Linked DNA regions of Anas platyrhynchos: all the other regions are linked to region 1. A link is a contact called in public Hi-C data. All regions are on one chromosome and are shown on one strand. Each heading gives the region's core, a stretch centred on a gene start, on an enhancer-like site or on the middle of the called end of the contact. The rest is flanking DNA. Distances are from core to core; before and after follow the strand shown. Region 1 overlaps BACH2 (BTB domain and CNC homolog 2). Region 2 has its middle 41 kb from the start of BACH2. Region 3 has its middle 77 kb from the start of MAP3K7.

Region 1 (3,458 bases), core at 350-2,849:
CTGTCACTAATCTTATCTCCTATTTCTAGCATGTGTTTGGTTATATAAGTTGTAGTGTTAGGAACACGCTGGCCGAGTGAGACAGCTCGTAGTTTGTTTTCTGCGTCCTCGGGCTTACGAGTCAAACTTGAGGGCTGAGGTGGGTTTAAGCGGTTCACACAGATGCCTTCAGACTGCACTAGCGATGGTAAATCGTCAACAAAATGGGCACCACGACAGGCCTGCTACAAAGCACCGTGCGACTGATGGATCGCTTGCTGCTTCCACGAGAAATGGTCGCGTTTCTCGTATGTTTCCATCCAATTGTTTTAAATTAATATTCAGTTTGGGATTTGATATTCAGCATGTGAGGTTTGATTCAATTTTCGTTTCTTCCTTCCCCACGAAATGGCTTAATAATTAAATCGATGTCTGGAGATTCAAGATGAGAGCTTTCTAACTGTTTTTAGGTGCCTGATGATAAATTTAACCTGAAAATCAAAATACTGAGAATGTAATCCATAATCCTACAAGCAGCTCGCGTGCTTCGCAGAAAGCCCATCAGCACTCCTATTGATTGCAACAAGACGACTGAAATGCACAGAGATGATAATCTGCGCGCGTGCTGCTGTCAGGGCTCGTGTGTTCTCAGTGCAGCTGAAGCTCTGACCATCCAATTCACCCCAATCTGGTGGGATTGAGCAACGCATTTTCTGCAGATCTCATCATATCCCGGAGGGGTGAGGCAAACCCTGCCCTCCTGCCCCACCACCAATGGGCCTGTTCTTTGAAAGCGCCCCAAATATTCTTTACTTTAAAAGGAGCAATTTTAACTTTTTTGCTGTTCAACTTTGATGCTGTTTTCTAGAAGATCACTGGCAGTATGCCCTCGCGAACACAGAAACTAGTGCTGGGAAAGGCATACCGAATTGTGAAAGCCCACCTCACAAGAACAAGGCTGTGCTTTGTTAGCTTTGCTTTGCTTTTACTCAGTCGTAAAGAATCCATCCTCTTTCCTGGAAAGCATTCCAAGATCCCACTAAATTCACTGGAAGGTTTTGAGTCAGGGAAAGATCCCGACATTTCCACTTCTTCATTTTCTTCTCACTGCAGTCAGCAATGCCATCCCGGAGCAAACCAGACAGCTCTCTGTTCTCGATGTTAGTGTGCATCAGATTACTGTAAACATTATCGTGCTCCATTTCAGATATTGTCTTGCCAAGTTGTACATTCCTACGTGTTTACAGTGATCTTTCCTTGCCCTTAATCACTTTTCCCCTCTTTAAATTGAACTCAGATTTGCTGGCATTTTGCTGGGGTTGACCTTCCCCGATCCAGATGTAGCATTTCATACAAATGCCCTTCAGAGCAGAGTTACCAGACATCCATGTTTCTCTTGGAAGCAACCTTTTTTTCTCCCCCCTCCCCATCAGAAATGTTGTCTGTGCAGAATTGGAGGGTTTTGTCTGTTTGTCTGGGATTTTGAGACATCTGGCAGTCTGGGCAGTCGGCTAATGAGCATGCACTAATGAACTCTGCAGCACACAGCAAGTCCAGCCCATTCGCAGAAATGTCAGAGCCCTGCATGCGCTCCGAGGCCGTGTCCCATGTGTTCAAAACAAGGCGGAGGCTTTCACGGCGTGCTCCATCGGCCGTCATCTAGGAGACTTGGGTGCAAGGGGGAGCCCGAGAGGGTTCACGTGCAGTGTGGCTCTCACGTGGCGAGCGTGGGTGGGCATGCATACAACCGCACTTAAAAAAAGAATTCCTGTCCTAGAAATCCCTTGCAAAAAAATATGACATTCCTAACGTAGAAGTGAGCTAACCGTCCTCCTAATTTTAGAACAGTGCATGCCCAGTACTAGGAAAATGCTGTGCAAAAAGTGCTCTATATTTGTATCTGCAATGCCGACATCCTTACTAGTGTTTCTTATTGCTGACTGCCATCCAAGCATCCTATTCTGTGTGACAGTGATCGGTATTATTTTCCTTGAATTAGGCAGTTTTTCTTAAACTATTTAATACCAACCAAAGAAGAAGGGAAAGCAAGAAGTGTAACAGCTCTGCAACTTTTTTCCCCAGAAAGAAGAAGCATTACCCGGAATGCATAAAGGACATATAATGAGAAGTGATGGAGGAAAATAAGGGAAGGAAGATTTCCTCACAGGGAGGTTTTAAGTAGGGTCTGGCAATAATCTCCCAAAGGAAGTAGTGGAAGTCTGGTCGCTTAAATCGATTAGAACTAAACAGAGCATCACACTCCACAGGACTCTGTAAGGAGAAAGCAGTGTCAGACTGAACTAAACCAGGTTTTGTATGCTTGTTTTCTACGAGGCTGCTGTCTGGATTTTGCCGGTAAATTCAATATGGCTAATGCTGATTAACCACTCTCTTGATGGTGATTATATCACTGCATTATTTCCATCCCGTTTCTCAGGATCATGAGCTCATGAGGGTACGGACATAGGAAACACATCCCCTGGCTCGTCTAGCTCAGTCTGCAAGACAACTGGCAGATAAAGGACTGGAGAGTTTTGCATGGTCTTGTCCTTCACCTCACCCAGGTGAAGCACTAATCTGAGTAATTGTGTCCCCCGGGCACTAGGTGTACAGGGCCAGTGCATGCAAGACCAGCCAGTGGCAAGTGCAAAACAAAATAAAATGATGCCTGCTTAGGCTTAACTTTTTGGGGGAGGGGGCATGCTTCAAGTGCACAGGAGAAGTCCTCTCCTGGCTCGACTTGAAAGATAAGGGAAGCAAGCCTCTGAAGAGCTGAGATGTTTTCTGATCTCTTCTTGTCTGTGGGGCATTGCTTTGTGTGTACATGTTATCTTTTCTCTAGCTGGTTTTCCTGTAGCCAGTCAGTTTCATATAAGTGCTGCCATAGAAATGGGTTGAGATAGGAATAATGAAAATGGTCAGGGGCAGAGAAGGGAGGACTCCACATACAAGCTTGGACAAGGTGCGCAGCAGAGGCTCCCACAAATTGACCTGTCTACTTAAGCATTAATATACATGGAAAAGAAGGATCAAAAGCAAATAAACACTGGACATGTGTCATTTTATTTATGGTAGGGGAAAAAAAAAAAAAAAAACAACAAACAAACAGAAATTCTTGCAGGCACGTGTTTTACCCATCCAGCAAAGGCCTCTTTCATATGTAAATGGAGACATGTATCAGAGAAATAACCTGTTTCCTTTTTAAAACACAGATCAACTTGGTTTCGCTGACTGTTTTCACTGGGATGCTTCAGTTGGGTCAAATCATCTTAAAAGCCCGCTCTTACCTCATCCTTCGGAGATGGGTGTGCGGCTGTAAGGCACCCAGCTCTGAAGCCTCCTCGCTCGAAATGCGAGGTGGCCATGGCCGCACACCTGCGCCACCACCGCCACTTTCCTGTCAGGAGGGATGGGGTGTGGGCAGCCCACCACACGGGCCAAATCACTACTTAGTCAGCTTCAGGCTACAGAGGTTGCTC
Region 2 (3,861 bases), core at 1,090-3,589, 160 kb before region 1:
TGAAGTCTTCCTGGGATAACTTCTACGTTGCACTTCTCCACATTTACTCTCACCTCATTTTGTCATCATTGCTCAACAAATTGGTGATCATTTTGAGAGATCATATAAGACATCTCTTCAAAAAACTCGTATTTGTCTGGAATATGTTTGGCTGTACTTCAAGAAAAATGGTCCAGAAATAGTTACATATACAAAAATTGAGGTGTGAAGATAGTTGATTGCAACTGAAACACGATCAGACTGGATGTGCTACTGGAATATAAGCAGTTTGGGGGTGTATTAGGAAGCAAATGCATGAAAACGTAACATGCAGGATATAAGAACAGCATTTTAAAATGGTAGGTCTTGCTCAGTTAGTGTAAAGTTCCTTTTATCTTTGAAAATCAACTCTGTCAGTACTACCTCAGTTCTCTCATGTAAAACCTACAGACCCAACAGACTGTATAATAAAATCATGATCTGAATGATGTACAGGAATCTGAACGGTGTCTTCCGTTAAGAAATGGTCACAAAATTATTAACAGTATTTATGTACCAAAAGCTAGATACAGGTGCTTGGTGAGATTTCAAAATGCTGATCTGCCCAATTCCATTTTGGCTCTGGTTTTGATTCCTCTGTGCCGATTTCTGTCCTGTAGCAGCCTGATCTGGTTCACACTGAAAACACTGGAAATTGTATCACAGAGTAAAAAGAACTGTAAGATCTAAAAGGGACAAGTTTCCACTTTAAGCTCATTTTAAGTCAAACAGTAACATTCATTTCAAAATGACAGCCAGGAAGATGAATGGCAATTACCGTGCTTTTCAGGAATGTGTGCTATGGGCAGAGGTTTATGCAATTTTTATTTATTTTTTGCTGAGTTTACTGTTTGACCAGCTTTGACATACCTGGGGCTGGATCCTGTGTAGCGTGTTGTAAATACCAGAGCGTGTGCACTTTGAGTGCGGTGACATAATGGGCATGTAAAGCACTAGCTAAAGCATTACAAATGCTGCATGACTTATTTTTATCTGAGCCTTTCTGAATATAGTATTTTTATCTCTCATGCCAATACAAAGTTATTTTCGTGTCTCTAGGAAAAACAAGGCAACAAGGAGACTCAGCCTTGCTAGTGCTCAAACACACGACAAGTACACTGTGGGGCTTTTCACGTGTCTCAACACTACATATGTCTGCAGAACCAGAACCGAAGTGGCTCTTGCGAGCAACGCTTTATACGAACGTCACTTGGAAAAGGACATTTATGTTTATGAGTCAAAGTCTGCAGCGGGGTGCTACTCTCCAGCCATGGGTAGCTATGAAAAGTGGGGGTAAAATGCTACCAAACGGGAAGGCTTTTCACTTTACACAAGCGGGCAGCCACATAAAGTGCAAGCCGGGGGAGACCCGTGCTTTTGAAAAGTGGCAATGTGTTTGACGGGACATATGAAGAGTTGATTTTGTGTTGACGCAGTCTTTGCATACTTTTGTGTAATTAGGCAGACTTTGAAGAACGCAGGTAGTCTCGGGCAGGTAGCTGCAATTTCAGGAGGCATTGGCACAACAAATGCCACAGGAACTGCTCCTCCCTCGGAGAGGATACAGAAAACATTCCGTGTCACCTGCCTGTGTATGAAAGGGGGGAACGGGATGCAAACACACGGCGAGAGCTGACACAAACACGGGAAAAAATAAGGCGTGCGGGTGTCAATTCCTGAGCAGCTCTCCATCACCCTTCACTGGCTGCTTCTTCAAGACCCAGGCTAACGCAACCATTCCGTTGCCCGACACCTTTTAAGGACAGATGTCTCCAGAAATGTTTTTGTTGTGCACCACTTGTCTTTGTTTGTTTGTTTGTTTGCTTTTTAACCTCGCTGTTTAGCAGCAGCCCCCAGGGCTCCTTGCCCACCTCAGGCTCGGGGTGTCCCAGATCATTTTACACTGGGGGTCCTGCGGGCCCTGCTGCTGGGTAGGGGCTGTGGGGGGCACCCCGGGCTGGCCGGGGTGTGTTTCGTGCCTTTTTGGCTTCGTTTCCCACCATGGGATTGCCCCTGAGAGGGGAGGGGGCCTCGCCAGACATGGCGGCGGACTACAACTCCCAGAGCCCCCCGCGGCAGCCCCCCGCGCGGGGTCCGGCGGCACACACGCACATACACACACACACACACTGACAGGCAATGGGGGGGGGGGGGGGCAGAGCGCACTGCGCATGCGCCTCCGCCCGGAGGAGGGGAGGGGGGGGTGTTGAGGCGGGGTGTCCCCGCCGGCCGCTATTCGCGGAGCTCCCGCGCGCAGCCCGCGGTGCGTAGCGGCGGGGCAAGGAGCGGGGCGGGGCGGGGCGGGCGCTGCGCCGTTGGCGTAAGCCCCCTTGTTGTGAATGGGAGCAGCCGCGGCGGGGCGGGGCGGGGCGGCGGTGACGTCAGCCCGCGAATGTCAACAATGCGGCGATTGAGAGGGGCCGGGGCCGGGGCGGGGGCGGCGCCGGGACGGGGACGGGGACGGGGACGGGGAGCGCGCGGCGGCGGCGGCGGCGGCGGCAGCGGCGGGGCGCGGGCAGAGCGGGGCGGCAGCAGCAGCAGCAGCAGCAGCGCCGCCTTCCTCCACCTCCTCCTCCTCCTCTTCATCCTCCTCCTCCTCCTCCTCGCCGACAGCCTCCGCGCTGCCGCCGGTGCCTCTCCGGCAGCCGCTGCTGCTGCCGCCGCCGCCGCTGCTGCTCCCCCCCCTCCCCTCCCTCTCCTTCCCCTTCCCTCCCTCCTTCCCCCCCCTTTTTTATTTTTCTCCGCACGGCTCCGCGAGCAGCTGGTTCAAAGCAATCGCCATGTGATGAGCGCCTGGCTCGGGGATTTTTTTTTTTTTTTTTTTGCTCCCCCCTCCTTTATTTTATTTTATTTTTATTTTTATTTTATTTTTTGGGGGGGTGGGAGGGAGGGAGGGGGGGGTTAGGCTGTAGCTCGGTGAGCGCACGGCAATATTAACCACAACCCCCGAAACGACAACAACAACAGCTGCAACAACCCCCCCCCTCCTTCCCCAGCCCGCCCCCCCAGCCACGACAGCCCCCTCTTTTCCTAAAACCCCCCTCCCCCTTTTCCTAAAATCCTCCTCCCCCCCAAAATCACAAACCCGGCTGCGGCGAGCGGGGACCCCCGAAAGTTGCGCGGAGGCGAGGTGAGTGCGCCCGTCCCCGCCTGAAGGGAAAGGGGGGGGAGGAAAGGGAGGAGGGGGTAAATTTGGGGGCAGGCTGCAAAAAGGGGGAGCAGGGGGGGCTGTGCGTGTGCCCCCCTACCTTGGCTCTTCCTCCCCCCTTGCTCCTGGGGGGCTGCGGGGTGGGGAGCGCTGGGGTTGGGGAGAGGGGAAGGCGCGTTGCGTAACGGGCGGTACACGAGCGTGTGTGTTTGTGTGTGTGATCTGTGGGTACAGAGGTGCCTGGGTACGTATAGGTGTGTGTGGGTACGTATATACACCTGTGGGTACCCGTGGGTGTCTTGTATGTGCGGGACACCCAGCCCCGTGGCTCCCTCCACCTGCAGCGCGGGGCACACGCGGAGCTGGGAGCGTGGCCCCCCCCCCCTTTTCCCCCCTTTTCCCCTTTTATTTTGTATTTTTTTTATAGGTTCAGGGAGAGAGATGTGAACTCCGCTAGCAGTTTCTTGGATCATTAAAGGCGTAGCGTGTAGGCAAGGCGGCGAGCTGCGAAGACGCTGGCTGTCGTGAGCGAGGCTAAGTGTGAAATCATGCCTCGCCTTTTGTGGAGCAGGCTATTTTTGTAAGGCGGCGGGTGCCGGGCTTCAGGCGCTGCCGGATCGCTCTGCCCTTGCTGCCGGAGCTCCCGGAGTAAAGCCGCGTCTCTCCTCCTCCCAGGTGGCGATAAGAAACGTGGG
Region 3 (3,552 bases), core at 794-3,293, 220 kb before region 1:
AAGAGATCTCCTTGATTATCATCACCCTGAGACTGGGTCAGCCATGCCCTGATTTGTGCCCTTTGCCTGATTCTTATGTTTCTCACCTTGGCCCTCTCTGCTCACAGCCCTATGGCCTGCCAGTAACCCCATGGGCACCCCCCGAGTCCTCAGTTTCCCTTCATTTCCACTCATCCCCAAACCCAGTTATGTCTTGCTTACTTTAAGACTGATTCATTGCAGCTGTCTGCAATGACTCCTCTTGCACAGCCCCACAGTCTCTACCACCACGTCTGCTCTGTGCACCCCAGCCAGCTTTCGAGTATTTTCCTGCTCTTAAAGGCCATTCTGAAACGTGGCTACCTCCCAAGCTAACTTTCCATTTGTTTTTAATCAAGCTGGTGAATTCCCTATGCAATGTCTTTTGTGTGTGTCATCATCATCATCACTATTATTTCCAGTACTCAAAAGCCTTTAAGGCTCTTTGTTTTAAGACAAAACAATTTTACCACTTAACAATGGGAGGGAGAATGCTGCCAGTTTTCTGAGTTGAGATTAGGTACAAAAGAAAGATTGGAAACCACTGGCCCAAACAGCTCTTAATCCTGTGGTAACCTGCAATATGTTCCAGTGCTCGGTTGTCTGTCACTAGAAAATGTTCCTGACGGATAGCATAAATCTTCCTTGGTGCAATTTAAGCTCGTTACTTCTTGTGTTATCACCAGAAGGTATGGACAAGACTTTGTTACAGTCTCTGTTGCTACTACCTTTTATGTGTTTGAAAGTTGTTGTCTTGTCTTTTTCAGACTAGACACATTCTCATGGCTCAGTTTTTCCCCCCAACTTGACATTTTCTAAACTTCTGATCAGTCTTGTTGCTTTCATCTGAGCTTTCTCTAGCACTTGAGTAGGGCAGCTAAATATATCACTGCTCTTCTTTGAGATCCAAATTGGCCTTTATGCTATGAACTATCCTGAGAGTGCCTATAGGATTGATTACTAGCCACTTCACCTAAATCCTTCACTAAACCACCACTTTCTAAAACAGAGCTCCCATTCCTGTAGGAAAGCTGATTTTATTTGTCCCTAGCTTTACGGATTTTCATTTGGCTGTCAAAATGGATACCATTAAACTGACCTTCCTTTAACAAGTAATCCAGATCAATTTTTCTATCTAACCTATCATTCACAATTCTTCAACATTTTTTTCTGTTTTTCTGCAGATTTTCCACAAAGACCAGAAAGGAATCCTGTGGGACCCTGCAAGGAACATCCCCCAGGGTGATAAAATCTCATTTACAAGCAACATTTAATCTGATTATTATGAGCTCTTTTGACTTTGCACTTCTCATTTATTTTCACAGTGTCATGCGCAGTGAAGTCACGTGTATTGCAAAACCCTAAATGCATAGTGTCATCACATTTACCCTTACCAAACCTGAGATCTGCTCAGGAACCAATAGCAGGTTTGTTATCTGTAAGGGACCTCCAGCTTTCTTAGGGAGGGACAGAGTTCAAGTAACACAAGGTGGTATGTTGCTTGGAAAAGACCAAAAAAAAAAAAAAAAATAGAGGCAGGAAATCTGTTAGACATAAGAGGAGTGTATCTGTACTCATTTCATAAAGATATGAATTAAAGACTGGAACTGACTATTACTCTAAATTGATTGCATCTGGTAAGCATTAACTGAGTACACATTTCTGAACTGTTTGCTGTTTTTTTTGATCCCACTGGGTAGTCAGCTTCTGATATTTCCACTGAACCATGTTTAATCATGTTTAGCAATATTTTAGTGATAAGAGGTGGTGGCATTATAGCTCCACTTTCAGTCTTTGATGCATATGATTATATTACCTTCTTCAGTGAATGCAAAAATCCTCCAGTAACTTGCACTATTGACGTCTGAGGAAGTCAGGGCTGTTATTGTTTCAGTGTTCAGCATGCTGCCACTTCATTGCTTTGATCCATGGCCTTACGTGGCTTTTTAAAGTGGAGGAGGGTGGAGGGAGAAGGGTCACTGAGCTTGTAAACATTTCTATTACATCAGATTAGTTTCTCTGCCACGTACAATCTGCTGGTGAGACTCAGACTTTCACATTTTATAGTCAGCTATGTCTACAGGGACTACAACCATTCTGAGAAATTCTAGATAAATGTGAATTAGTTTTATTCTTATCTTATTACACAATGTACAATTGTACAAAAAAAAATGCCCTTTTGTTGTCTTTTAGTGCAGATGTGCAACCACTGGCAGATAATGAGAACAACGTGTTCCCCCTCACCAGCTCCTTTATTCTTTGGCTGTTAGCCTTAGCACAGGTTTAGGACTAACCATTCTCATTCATAGTGCTCTCAGTTGCTTTCCACCCACCTCTCAAATTTTTATTGAGGCTGCACAACAGTGATCTGAGATGGCTGCCACTAAATACTTGGAGTCATGTTTCTTAGAGTAGATCATTCAACCGCTTTTGCTTCGGGGAATAGGGCGTGCTTTTTCACAGTTACAAGGTCTGGGCAAGACAATTTATTTTTGCCCTTGTATCGGTTCAGGGCACTGTCAGTAGCATGGGAAAAGTGATAGTCATAACCAGCAAAAATGTTAATGTCTCGTATAAAATAATCTGGGGCACCACACGTAACATTTTCCCCTCAGAACTTTCTGGGCAGGATTTTCAAACAATCCGCTTTGTGGCAGCCAAAGATTGCAATTGCTTTGTTATCTCTCACATGTTTTCTTGCCAAATGTTTCCACAGTTGTCTGCTATTCAAATAATGTCTTGCTAACACAGTGGTCATTTTGAATATGCTAAGGAACAAGCAGGGCTCACAGCCTGCTTGCAGAGATCCTGAGCAGTAGCTGTAGTTTCTTCAGTGGTAGGACACACCAAGCGTTTTTCTTCTTGGACACACTACCTCACAAAGGCACATCGTCTTTTCTTGCATTTCTGGAAAGAGTAAACAGGACCCACTCGTTAGCCCCAGTCGGAGGAAACAACTGCGCCAGATCCTTGAAGTAAACAAAACACGATGATGATCCTGCAGGAGGCCCCAACTGCTTCTACAGGGCTCTGCAATGCATCAGTCATGCTCTGCAGCATGAACTCAGAAGCAAAAACAAATGTTTTCTGAAAGTTCAGGGTACGACTCCCAGCTGCATAAAGGCTGTGAGTAAAAAAAAAAAATAAAAAAAAAAATCAGGAGAACCTGAATGATCCTTACCAGCCTCTCACATGGTGGACTGGGCATCACACTGCAATTGTTAGTCAAACTACTGAAAACTATGTGCAGAGAAGAAACTAGTTAAGATGTTCACTGGATTGTGGCAAGCTGGAACCTGGTGATTTCTGAGAGGGTCACGCATGAAAAGCCATTGCCAAACACATGGAGGCTGGGACAGGGGCCTTCAGGCTGACTCAAACAAGACACTGTGTGGCTCAAGGCCCATGAGAATGTGTTCTTCTTTCCTTGCCTAACCTTCCTGACCGACTTTAGGTCTGCCTTTCTGCACCTGAATGGAGCCACATGCTTGGGGCCGGTTGTGAAGGTGAAAACAGGGCTTTTCTTCAGGCAAA

What was found. A called contact is a pair of places that touch in the nucleus more often than the background predicts.
Region 2: a contact with region 1 is called in a Hi-C map of subcutaneous adipose tissue, with 2.2 times the contacts expected there. The contact joins two enhancer-like sites. A contact is called at or near these places in 4 of 8 Hi-C or Micro-C datasets (liver, skeletal muscle and subcutaneous adipose tissue).
Region 3: a contact with region 1 is called in a Hi-C map of subcutaneous adipose tissue, with 1.6 times the contacts expected there. The contact joins two enhancer-like sites. A contact is called at or near these places in 3 of 8 Hi-C or Micro-C datasets (F1 follicle, skeletal muscle and subcutaneous adipose tissue).

The regions. Positions count from the first base shown.
Region 1 is chr3:82,259,467-82,262,924 of IASCAAS_PekinDuck_T2T, forward strand. All of the region lies in intron 4 of BACH2 (BTB domain and CNC homolog 2), which reads left to right. Among named protein-coding and RNA genes, the nearest start is that of GJA10, 33 kb to the right of the region's middle. Within about 2 kb of position 1,600, at least 1 of the 8 cell types and tissues checked has an H3K27ac peak or open chromatin away from gene starts, as enhancers often do. A contact at or near this core is called in subcutaneous adipose tissue, where this site is marked.
Region 2 is chr3:82,096,917-82,100,777 of IASCAAS_PekinDuck_T2T, forward strand. No RefSeq gene overlaps it. Among named protein-coding and RNA genes, the nearest start is that of BACH2, 41 kb to the right of the region's middle. Within about 2 kb of position 2,340, at least 5 of the 8 cell types and tissues checked have an H3K27ac peak or open chromatin away from gene starts, as enhancers often do. A contact at or near this core is called in subcutaneous adipose tissue, where this site is marked.
Region 3 is chr3:82,034,533-82,038,084 of IASCAAS_PekinDuck_T2T, forward strand. No RefSeq gene overlaps it. Among named protein-coding and RNA genes, the nearest start is that of MAP3K7, 77 kb to the left of the region's middle. Within about 2 kb of position 2,044, at least 4 of the 8 cell types and tissues checked have an H3K27ac peak or open chromatin away from gene starts, as enhancers often do. A contact at or near this core is called in subcutaneous adipose tissue, where this site is marked.